Regions from separate parts of the Sus scrofa genome. Here all the other regions are linked to region 2. Evidence: chromatin contacts called from public HiChIP or PLAC-seq and promoter capture Hi-C data. All regions are on one chromosome and are shown on one strand. Each heading gives the region's core, a stretch centred on a gene start, on an enhancer-like site or on the middle of the called end of the contact. The rest is flanking DNA. Distances are from core to core; before and after follow the strand shown.

What was found. Promoter capture Hi-C pulls out the DNA fragments that hold promoters and counts their contacts. HiChIP or PLAC-seq counts read pairs in DNA pulled down with a chosen protein or histone mark.
Region 1: an H3K27ac HiChIP or PLAC-seq map of skeletal muscle shows a contact between it and region 2, with 4 times the contacts expected there. The contact joins the promoter of CPA4 here to the promoter of CEP41 in region 2. A contact is called at or near these places in 1 of 5 promoter capture datasets (fetal skeletal muscle), 2 of 47 Hi-C or Micro-C datasets (embryonic fibroblasts and epiblast stem cells) and 1 of 2 datasets of contacts at active chromatin or transcription factors (skeletal muscle).
Region 3: a promoter capture Hi-C map of fetal liver shows a contact between it and region 2, with 2.8 times the contacts expected there. The contact joins the promoter of COPG2 here to the promoter of CEP41 in region 2. A contact is called at or near these places in 1 of 5 promoter capture datasets (fetal liver) and 1 of 2 datasets of contacts at active chromatin or transcription factors (alveolar macrophages).
Region 4: a contact with region 2 is called in an H3K27ac HiChIP or PLAC-seq map of alveolar macrophages. The contact joins the promoter of TMEM209 here to the promoter of CEP41 in region 2. A contact is called at or near these places in 3 of 47 Hi-C or Micro-C datasets (brain, epiblast stem cells and fibroblasts) and 2 of 2 datasets of contacts at active chromatin or transcription factors (alveolar macrophages and skeletal muscle).

Annotation. Positions count from the first base shown.
Region 1 is chr18:18,552,446-18,555,193 of Sscrofa11.1, forward strand. CPA4 (carboxypeptidase A4) reads right to left here and starts at 1,499. Exons shown (of 11, transcript XM_021078825.1): 1 at 992-1,499. The coding sequence starts at 1,059.
Region 2 is chr18:18,414,615-18,417,432 of Sscrofa11.1, forward strand. It overlaps CEP41 (centrosomal protein of 41 kDa), which reads left to right and starts at 1,556. Exons shown (of 11, transcript XM_003134674.6): 1 at 1,556-1,747. The coding sequence starts at 1,715. It overlaps LOC102162156 (a long non-coding RNA gene), which reads right to left and starts at 1,345. Exons shown (of 3, transcript XR_002340307.1): 1 at 1-1,345.
Region 3 is chr18:18,208,047-18,210,846 of Sscrofa11.1, forward strand. COPG2 (coatomer protein complex subunit gamma 2) reads left to right here and starts at 1,332. Exons shown (of 24, transcript NM_001246238.2): 1 at 1,332-1,401; 2 at 2,591-2,643. The coding sequence starts at 1,365. It overlaps TSGA13 (testis-specific gene 13 protein), which reads left to right. Exons shown (of 8, transcript XM_005673166.3): 8 at 762-1,031. The coding sequence ends at 931.
Region 4 is chr18:18,613,923-18,616,812 of Sscrofa11.1, forward strand. TMEM209 (transmembrane protein 209) reads left to right here and starts at 1,336. Exons shown (of 15, transcript XM_003134688.6): 1 at 1,336-1,462; 2 at 2,350-2,486; 3 at 2,633-2,691. The coding sequence starts at 2,350.

The sequences.
Region 1 (2,748 bases), core at 249-2,748, 140 kb after region 2:
GCATTATGCAGTAATGAGTTACTAGAATTCAATCTTCTAGCAGGGTACCGTGGCATCCTTTCATCTCTCCTACCTCCCAAATGTCCCATCCTTTGCAGACTGCAAAGAATTCTGTGTGAAGCATGTGTGTGCATGCACACACACATACACAAAGCGTATCCTTGTATGTCCATTTTCATAGCGAAGGCTAGGCAAGACCCATCAAAATCTCCATGTGCCAAATACTGATAAGAAAGCTCTGCGCTACTGAACCTTCACCGTTAACAAAGAGGTGGAGTCAAAATCCAAGACCCAGGTTTTCCTTTAAGTATGGTTGAAATTAGAAATAATTTCTGGTAATTCTTAGCAGTGCATAATAAAAAGAGTAAGAAAGTAGGAGATGCCTAGAACTGACCTTACAAATAAAAACTAGGAGGGGAAGTTCCCGTCGTGGCGCAGTGGTTAACGAATCCGACTAGGAACCATGAGGTTGCAGGTTCGGTCCCTGCCCTTGCTCAGTGGGTTAACGATCCGGCGTTGCCATGAGCTGTGGTGTAGGTTGCAGACGTGGCTCGGATCCCGCGTTGCTGTGGCTCTGGCGTAGGCCGGTGGCTACAGCTCCGATTCAACCCCTAGCCTGGGAACCTCCATATGCCGAGGGAGCGGCCCAAGAAATAGCAACAACAACAACAACAAAAGACAAAAAGACCAAAAAAAAAAAAAAAAAAAAAAAAAAAAAAAAAAAAAACTAGGAGGGGAAAGAACAAGCATGAATTAGGGACCTGGGGAGGGACTGCAGAGACCTAGTCCTGATATCACAGATAAAACTGAGCCTGAGAGAGTAGTAATTGGTCCAAAATGATACAGGGGCAGAGCCGAAACAGGAGCCCAGGTCTTCCTTCCCAACACCATACCACTTGAAGAATAATCAGCTATTCATTTCCAAATCCATCTGGTTCCTATATCTCGAACTAACCAAGTAATAATAATATTAAGTCCAAAAGGAACTTACCCAAAAAACTTTTCTCGGCCACAGATGCCAGACCCAATAAGGGCCCCAAAGAACAGTATCCACTTCATGTCCCAAGGGTGTCAGTCAAAGAGTGGCTGAGTCAGGCTGTATTTATAAGGACTCTGATGCAGACTCATGTCCTCAAAAATGCTAATGTGATTCCCAAGCACTCTTGCAACTCTGACAGTACAACAGGTGGGCCCCTACTGATGCCTCTTCCATTCCTTTTGAATGATAGAGGCCAAGCCTCTTGATTTACAAAGTCAGGAACTTGCTCCTCTGGCTGGAAAAGTCTGTGCCAAGAGTGCTGTATTGCTCATCACTTGGTATTTAAATAGTGTTTTTTTAGTAAACAGGAAAGTCCCACAGTGCTAGATAGAATTTATACTGATAATTTACACTGACTGAAGAAGCAAAACTGTAAACCTGAGATGAAATTACCTCTAGAGTAAAAAGACAGAAAGATGGGAGTTTCCTTTGTGGCTCAGTGGTTAACGAACCATGAGGATGTGAGTTTGATACCTGGCCTTGCTCAGTGGATTAAGGATCTGGCGTTGCCATGAGCTGTGGTGTAGGTCGCAGATGCGACTCAGATGCCGTGTTGCTGTGGCTGTGGTGTAGGCTGGCAGCTGTAGCTCCAATTCAACCCCTAGCCTGGGAACTTCTATATGCAGAGAGTGTGGCCCTAAAAAAAAAAAAAAAAAAAAAAAAAAAAAAAAAAAAAAAAAAAAACACTAAGAAGGAAAAGAAGGAAAAGAAGGAAAGGAAGGAAGGAAGGAAGCCCATCAAAGTTCCCTTCATGGTTCAGTGGTTAACAAACCCAACTAGGATCCATGCGGATTCAAGTTCAATCCCTGGCCTCACTCAGTGGGTTAAGGATCTGGTGTTGCTGTGAGCTTTGGTGTAGGTCACAGATTCGGCTCAGATCCCGCGTTGCTGTGGCTGTGGTGTAGGTTAGTGGCTGTAGCTCCAATTTGACCCCTGGCCTTCCATATGCCTTGGGTGTGGACCTAAAAAGGCAAGAAAGAAGGAAACCCCAAGCCAACTCCAAGACTACATACTTCACACACTTGACAAACTCTTCTCTGGTGACAAGTCTTGATGAAAATTTGTAGCTTCTGTTATGAATCGAACACCTAATTCTTATGATTCCACACACACAAAAAAAAGGTAGAACTACATGAAGTAAATGGCATAAGAAGAATATGTTAGTCTGAATAAATTATCCATTTTCCTTGGAATCTGAGCTAAAGGTAAAGGAATTATTAATAATAAGACTTCCTTCCATTTACTAGACTCTGAGTCTGGTGTCCTTTCCACCAAATCACAGCAGAACAAATGGAAGACACTCACGATTTCCACAGCTCCTTCAAGGACTCCAGGGCCTTTCAGTCTCTCATAGAAGGCCCAAATCCCACAAGTCCCCCCCACTCCACTGTCCCCACTGTCAACATACTTACTGAACTTACTCAAGGGGATTGGGTTCAACAAAGGGTTATGATTGAGAGTGTTAAAGGAATATTATTCTTACATTTGTTACAACTATAAGGAAGACTTTATTCAAGATTACTACAACAGGGGTCATAAAATAGGAGTAACTGTGTTCAATTTTGAATACAGTAAAGACAGCAGAACAAGGGGGTCAGAAGATAGAAAATTGTTAAGAGGAGACATCAAAGAACGGGGAGATTCTTGCTTAATTGGCCTAACAGAATTCTCGCTAAAGACAGGTCAAGGACTTAGACATCGGAGTTCCC
Region 2 (2,818 bases), core at 306-2,805:
TACTTTCTGTTCTTTTGATTTCTTGACCTCCACTGTTCTTCAACTTGATTAATGCATTATCACTCATCTATTCAGTCCCCGAGTTAGATAAATCATAGCCATCCTTGATGCTTTCCTACTCCTTGCACCCCCTTACCTCTTGTCGTATATATAACAACTGTTTAGTTTACCTCCAAATCTTTAAATCTCTTTTCCTCTTTCTCACCATCTTAGTTTAGTCCCTAATTACCTCCCCTGCTTTCCTTTCTCCAGTTTATTCTACCTACAGTCTCTATCATCACCCCACCGTCATTCTGAACCAGGGAAGCATACATTCTAAGCTGTAATGTGTCTAGAAGCCTCTGCTTGCTATGTAAAAGCTTCTAAAGTCCACCACCCCTCCCCCGCCTTCCAATTTTCTGCAGCCTCTAAATGCTTCTTTATTCCAGTGGATGGGAGAGAGACTAAGAATTTCAGGCAGTTGAAGGGTTAGAGAACACAGGGATGTTAAAACTCAGGAAGTATGAACTTGCAAGAGACACCTGTGGCCGGTTTAAGATCCTAGAGGTCAAGCAGCTCTGAGCAACAACAGGATTCAAGATTTGGACCATAAGGTGGGCCACTGAGGAGTCTTGAGAGGACAAGGGCATGCCAGGCCATGTTGTTGAATGGGTCATCTGCACAGACCCTGAAGCAGCTCAGATGTATGTTATTATTCACAAGCCAAGAGCCAGCGAATATGAACAGCTCAGGGTAACCTGTCTCCATTCCTGGAAAAACAACTTAGAGCAAAGGACAAAGGGTTACTGTGTTGTTCCCCCCATGTAAAAGGAAATAATAATTTGATGGATTTGCTGGGACACTTTAGAGCCAAGTCAAACTGTGTGTGTGATTGTTTTCTAAAGGTGCTAGGACTTAATTTTCAGATCTGCAATAAGAACAGGTGGTGGCTGATGGCAGGAGTCACAATGGTTTCCATGACAACAGAACTGGGTCTTAGTCATCCTCCCATCCTCCACAAAACCTACTGCAGCTTTTCTCATAAGGTGCTTATTAAATATTTGTTAAATGAATGATGAATCATTGATGTGTGTGCTTTGCAATTAAGGTTGCCGTTCTGTTGCTAGCTAAAAGCTTTTAAAGCAACAATAATTACTGTATTTCCACATATTTTGCATAATTTGCATATTAACTTAACCTGAAAATAATAAACTACAGATTCCCATTCCTGCTGAAAAACCATGCCCTATATCTATCCCCTATTGTGAAAGTATCCATATGTTTGGCTAAAACGGACCCAAAGAGCGGGGTGGCCCAGTGCGGTATTTTGGCTTCCACACAGCTAGAAACACTAGTCCTATCGACCCTTTCGAGCCCCTCCCCCCTCGAGCTCTGCGCAGCCGCCCACGCGCAGGCGGCAGTCTGCCCCCCGCACCCCCGCGAGCGCCCCTCTTCGCGAACGCAGGCGGGAGTCTACTGGGCCCACCCCAGAGCACAAAAGGCCTTAGCAGCCGGCGTCCCGCGTTGCCCTTGGCAACTATTGAGCGGAGTCTCTGTCTCCCCCTGACCCGGCAATAAGACAGTAAACAGGGCCTCCATTGGCTGGCCAGAGAAGGCAGGCCAATCGGACGAAAGGTTGTAGGGAGGCGGCTGAGCCGGGGTTGTGGGGGTAGGAAGCTAGGGTTAGAGTCTACCGGTGAGGCTAGAACCCCGAGCGTGGTCGGTTGGAGCAAATATGTCTATCCGGAGGCACATTGGGAATCCTGAGGTGAGGGCCAGGTCCGGATCGGAGAGGCGGAGGGGGCGGGCGCACCGGAAAAGCCTCCACGTGGGCAGGGAAGAGTAGCCTGCGACTTCCGCCGCCCGGAAGGCAGGAAGCGGAGGCGTGAGGAGGGGTCGAGAGAGGGGAGGGAGGCGGGGCAGGCCTGGGGGACGCGGAGCTCGGGCAGTTATCCTGCGGTGACAGGCCACCATCCCGCACAAGCTTACTGTACGCCGGCATTTGTCTCCAAAAGGAGCGAAGTCCATGAAGACACACAGTCCCTTCCCTCAAAGGGCTTACAGTCTAGGAGTAGCAGTTACAAAACATAAGTAACATCTGGATGAAGCCCGAAACACTAAAGGAATAAAATCAAAGGAGCCATCATTTCTGATTGTGGGGATGCAGAAAGAGCAGGAATAAGCAGACCAAGCCATTTCAAAGGAACGCAAAATAGAGCATTAATTTTATGCCTTCCTCGAATAAGACCGTTTATCTGTTTTCATCCCCAGTGCCCTGTTGCATTTGCGGTCATTTCATCTCAACAAATGATTACTGTACTCCTCTCGTGTCGTGGGAGCTACAAAGAGAATAACACAAGGCCTTTTTGTCCTTGAATAAGTTGAATCTAGTGAGGAGGATTTATAAACAGAATCTGAGTACAATGTGGTTGGGGAACAAGCTGTTAGGAGAGCACAAAGATAGGACCTAACTGAGGGAGTGAGATAAGCGCCCAGTAGACGGTCTGAAAGTTATTAGCTGGGTGAAGAAACATCCCAGGTGGAGAGACCAGGTTCAGCCAAGTTAAGGAGGTGTGAAACATGGGAGTGGACAGTTCCCGGTAGACAGGCAGGAGTAAAGTCTGGAAGGGCCTTCTCAGCCTTGCCCACGTTGTTGGTCTTTATAGTAAAAGACCAAGAAGTTGCAGCTTGGTTCATCTCATGATGGATGCCTGGGATTTTTGAAAGCTATGAGTTTGAGTTTAGGCTCTGCAGGGGAGTGCTGTGATGGATTATAATGTCTGCCGTGGAGGTGGGGGAAGTAGGTGTGGAGAGTAGTGGTTTGGCTGCTGTGTGTTTA
Region 3 (2,800 bases), core at 82-2,581, 210 kb before region 2:
CAGTTTCCCTCAAGAAAAATGAGTGGATATTTACTTATGTATCTAAAGGGCCCATTATAGGGCTTTTCCTAAACAAAGACAATCTACTGTGAAATTGAGCAATGTCTCCACTTCAAGCAAAAGAGAACCTAGCATCTGCTCCTTCCACCAATGGTCCATGTTTACCAGGCATCCAAGTAAAGAAAGATAACAGAATGGTTTGAATTGGGGCCATGAAGGCTGGTTAGGAGTCTGTCCAAGAAACAAACAGGACCTGAATTAAGGTGATAGCAGTAGGAATAAGAAAACAGATTTAAGGGATATTTACAAGGTATAATGCTTCAAAAAAGTGCGGAGGGATGGGAGCAAGAGCCCACAGTGGAGGCGTGACACTGAGGCCAAAGGTAGAAACAGTGTCTTAGTTGTTCTTTCAGACAGGAGAAGGGAAAACCAACATACATTTTAGGAAAAGACCAAGAGGAATATGAACATCCAAGTGAATGTACCTTAACTTAGTAAGAATGGGTACAAATGGAATCATTTGAAAGGGTGGAATTAAACAGGGAAGAATTGGCAGTGTTTTAAATAGCTTGTTGAGGAAGGAAAGAATTATAAAGAAGGCTGGGAAAGGCAGTCCGTTGTCCAAAATCTTCCCTCTTGGTAAGAGTAAAGATCAGCTTTCTCGGCCCTTCAAGTGGGTCTCTTTTCATGCCTCACATTAAGTGTCCTTCTGAGCCCTCTGGAAACCCACACTCACGAAGGTTCCCTGTGCTTTGTTGCAGTCTCCAAGAAGTCTGAGAGCGCCTTGCCAACTTCCCAAATGATCTGGGAACCATTAACCCTTTCATCGCTTCTGGAGGAGAAGCCCACCAGAACTGCACCAGGAGCGAGCACGTTCCGCAGTGGAAGGGCCCAGCAGTGGATTATAAAAAATGCCACTGTTACTAAGTGAAAACAAACCCTTCCATGCCCCTCGCTTCGTCTCCACAGACTGAAGGGCCTACAGATGCCGTCATCTAGGGCGTGCAACCAAATAAACGAACTTACTGCTCACTGCAGGCCTAAGCTGCCGGGTAGCTTGCAGGGTGGGCCATGGCTCACCCCGCTCCGCCACCAACGACTGAAGGGGCGGGGACGCGGCCCCGGGGGCTCACTGCCTGGCCCCGCCTCCGCGCGGCTGGGGAAGGAGGAGAGGGCGTGGTCACGTCCCTTGAGGGTGAGAGCGGCCGCGGCCGGCGGGGAGGGCGGGCCTTCTCTCCGAGTGACGGGACCGGGGCCCAACCGGCGCCAAAGCACGGGGCCGGCCTTCCTGGAGCCTCTTCCGCTTGCCGGCTGCGGCGCCTGGGACGGTTGCGGTGGGTCTGGGCGCTGGGAAGTCGTCCAAGATGATTAAAAAATTCGACAAGAAGGACGAGGAGTCTGGTACGCGCAGGGCTTCTGACGCCCATCCTCAGCCGCGAGGGCCCCTCCCCCCCGCCGCCGCCACCTGCTCCGGGGACTGCGCACCTGGGGGCGTGGGCGTCGGTGTGCCAGGGGGCCGGAGTTGGAGCCCGGCCCCTCCTCCGCCTCGCTCAGCTCCAGCCCGGGGCCTGCCCCTAGCCCCTCCCCCGGTCGCCGGAGCCTCCCCTCGGGTCGCGCGCTCCCTCCCTGGCGCCCGCGCGATGCCTCGGGCAGCTCGGCGGCCCCGCCCCCAGCCCCCTCCCCCGGCGCAGCTCCTCGGAGCCACCTCCGCTGGTACGCCGGGGGTGGGCTTCCCGCCAAAGAGGCGGGCGCAAGGCAGGGGGCGGGGGCGTGTGTGTGCGCGTGCGGGAGGCGGGGGGTGGGGAGGGTCGGGGCTGGGGACTGGTAGTGTTAGGCCCGGAGTGGATTTGCTAAAAATAGGATAGTGTGTGAATGAACCTTGGGGTGCCTTGTATCTTACAGTCTTCCTGGGGCCCATTTGCTCTGTCCGCTTCCTTGGGGGCAAGGCTGTTGTTCCGTGATACCTAGCTCATTTAATACTCAAGCACCCGAACGTGAGTTGTATTTTGATACCCATCTTTGGTCCAGAGCAAAAGCGGAAGCTGCCAAGCCACCTCAAAAAGCAAAACAAACACAACAAAAACCCTCAGTGATTGATAGCTACTTTCAGGAAACGAAATCGAAGATTAGGTTAGTAAACCTCTGTGACCCTTTCCAGCTTGGAATTTATGTATCATCTGATGAACTCTTCTGCTTCGCAGTAAATGATAGAAACACATAAAGCAGTGCTCTCCTTTAGAGAAATCCAAAGGATCCTACCACAATCTCATTAATCTTAGTTGTGTGGCCACGACAGATATTTGTAACATTCATCTCAAAAGAGGGCAGGAAAAGAAGACACTCATTTCAGGCAGGGTTTCTGCAAAGGAGAAGTACAAGTTCTTACAGGTTAGCGAGGACAGAGCTAGTGCCAGAATCAAAATGATTTTAACCAATTTATATGAGTATTAGTGATGGTTATCACTGTGATATCCAAATGGTCATTTCACTTGGGTGAGATTTCCCAAGCATTCAGTACCCTTCTCTAGAAAGAGTTTGTGTAGGACAGCTATTAAAGACATTTTTTGTTTTGTCTTGTTTTATGATATAGGTAGTGGTTCCAATCCTTTTCGGCATCTGGAGAAGAGTGCTGTCTTACAGGAGGTATGGCTTGGAAGTGTTCCATTTTAGAATGCTGGACTGAGGGCCCCAGGCTATGTGGTACAAATTAAGAATCATGGAGTGTAACCAAGTTCAGAGAATATAGACTTGAGGGAAAAAGAAGAAGGGTTAACTTGTCGTAGGAGAGTCTAGACCTTAT
Region 4 (2,890 bases), core at 86-2,585, 200 kb after region 2:
GCATCCAGTCTGTGGTATTTTGCTATGGCAACCCTAGTAAACTAATACAGAATGTCAACAATATATCTAATTTAGGCAGTGTTCCTTTTTAAGCCTTGAATAAATGCATAGAACAGAGATGTGTCTGTTGCGAATTACATCAAATACATACAATTTCTTCTTAGGGAAGAGCCAACATGGGTTGGGGAGGAACCTGGTATTCTAATTTTCACGGTACTGTAACAATTTTCAAGTTAGCTCATCTTTACAACTAGAGCAAAACATCATTGTTGCTAAGATACTCTAAAAATTATTTTTAGAAATCCACTTAAAAATCGGTTTTAAGATCTTTAAGAGCATAGCATACCTGCAGATTTTCGTTAATATGCTGTACCAGGAGGAAACTTCTTTTTCTTTTATTGGAGCTTACTTAGGAGCATTTCAGGAAAAATTTTGGCAGTTGGGACCTATATGATGCAACAATCTACTAGCTTATTATGACAGAGAGTGATGTTTTTATTAGAAGCATACTTCTCTGCATCGCCAAGAGTAAGTTCCCGGACGTTGCCCGTCTGCTTTAGGCCCGCTTTGTCTCCTTCAGGAAGTTCTCTTGGATTCAGGGCTGGGCCCCTCACGTCTCCTTGGGGTTCACCGCGCCCCACCTCACCTGCCTTTCTTAGTGCACATGTCCTCCCCGCCAGGCTGAGCTTCTTCAGTGAGTAACCACCGAAGCTTTTACTTTTACATTCCCGCGTGTGGTTCAGCGGCACACAGTAGGCGTTTGTATTTCTTCAATAAAACCAAACTGAACTCCCTGATGAAACTTTTCCTCAGAATTAGTTCTTCTAAATAATATGCAAGAAAAGTAAAAGTTTGGGGGTTTAAAAAAAAAACCTCAAAACCACCAACTTTTAACAAAAACACATTTTGGCTTTTCTTGTTGCACCCTCATTACAAGGATATTTAAGAATTTACATCGGATCAGAACACTTAATTTTTTTTTTTTTTTTTTTTTTTTTTTTTTTAGCATAGAGGTGTGAGAAATGCTTTGTCATTGCTGGTGGTGTATGGACACATTATCCAATACTCTGCATCCTACAATTAGCCACCCAGCTTAATCAAATCTGCTTTAAAATGTGAGTCCACAAATGCTGTAAGGAAGCTAAAACTATATTAATCTATAGAAATTCCGCTTGTTATAGTTACTACTTTTTACTGCGGGTTTAGAACCTGGTCTGAGTTTTTGCTGCTCAGTTTTCTCCCGGCACCTGAGTGGGAGCCACAAATCCGGGAGCTGTTTCCCTGGTAACGCTGTTAGCCCCGTCCCTCCTCCCCCCCAAACTCTTCTCTTCTCGCGAGAAGAAACAGTTCCGTTCTTCCGGTATCTGCAGTTCCACAAGCTGGTAGCCTTCACCTTAGCACTGGCTTCGCGCATGTGCAGTAGGGAGTGGCGCGAGTCCACTGCTTCCGGCCGGAGAACACGGTGCGTTTTCAGGGTCATCTTTGTGCTTCCTGGATTTAGAGTCCACGCGGGTCGTGGGAGTTCCGCGCCTGCGGACCTGGCGAGGGTTGAACCAAAAGGGACTGTGGCCGGATCTCCCACTACCTGTAGTGGAAAGAAGCTGTAGGGGGTGCGAAAGTTCCTACTGTGAGAGCCAGGGAGGGTAGCTCCCCACACTGGGGCGTTTTGACTCTGGGACAGGGAGGAGGGGAGGGTGCTGCTCCATGTAGCGGGAACTAGTGTTACACTTGTCTGCAGGAGATGAAGCCTAGCAAAGTGAAGGAAATGTAAATCCCAGTGTGGACCAAAACTGTACACTCTCCCCCACCACCCTTACCCCCTTAACATCTTGGGTACTCGCCCTTCCAAAACTTAAATCCTGATAGTTTATCAGCAACACAAAAACGGAGATCTCTGGCGTGTGCAGAGTTTTGTTTTTTTTTTTTAAATCGTAGGCAGTTAATGGCTTATATCTTACTTGGAATATTTTATCTCGTAATTTGGTATTTTGAATTTCTTAACAGCTTTTGGCCTAGTCTTTGTGACATATTCCAAAAACACAACACAGTGTAATTGCAAAGATAACCATTAACCCTTATGTTACAAAATACTTTCATTTATTGGAAATGTTAAATTATTCTCTGAAGCGACCAGCCAGTTCTCTGTTGATTACAGTGTGGTGCCAGTGAAGCTGTAATTTAGGGTTCCCTTTTCTTATACTAATATTAAAATGTAAAAAAAGTTTAGAACTTTGAAAGCTGAAAGTTATGTGCAATTTTTAGTTACCGTTATAGTGGACACAAGTTTGATTTCTTAAATGGAGAAGTAGTTTCTTTTAATTAATTTTCATGCTTTTTGATTTTGAACAGATGCAAGGGGAGCCAAACCCTAGTGCTTCCCTTATTGACAGAACCATCAAGATGAGAAAAGAAACAGAAGCTAGGAAAGTGGTTTTAGCCTGGGGACTCCTAAATGTATCTATGGCTGGAATGATATATACTGAAATGTAAGTTAATTAACAAAAAAAGGAGGGGAGTGAAAATTTAAATAAGAGACCAATGGTTGGTTCCACAGGTTTTGTGTTTATTTTGATTTGTGGTGTGTTTCTGTTTTTGTTTTTTTAAGTATTGAAAAGGCTTTTAATTTTTTCAGGACTGGAAAATTGATTAGCTCATATTATAATGTGACATACTGGCCCCTGTGGTATATTGGTAAGTAATTAATTTTCACTGCACTTTAGAGTTACTTCCAATGAAAAACAGTGTTCATGTTTAATTCAAGTTAGTATTCATTCCTTCATTCAACAAATATCTGCTATGTTCCCAAAACTGGGAATACATCAGAAAGTGAATACGGTCCCTGCCCTCATGGAAGAAATATTCCAAAGTTTAATACACACATTAATCTAAA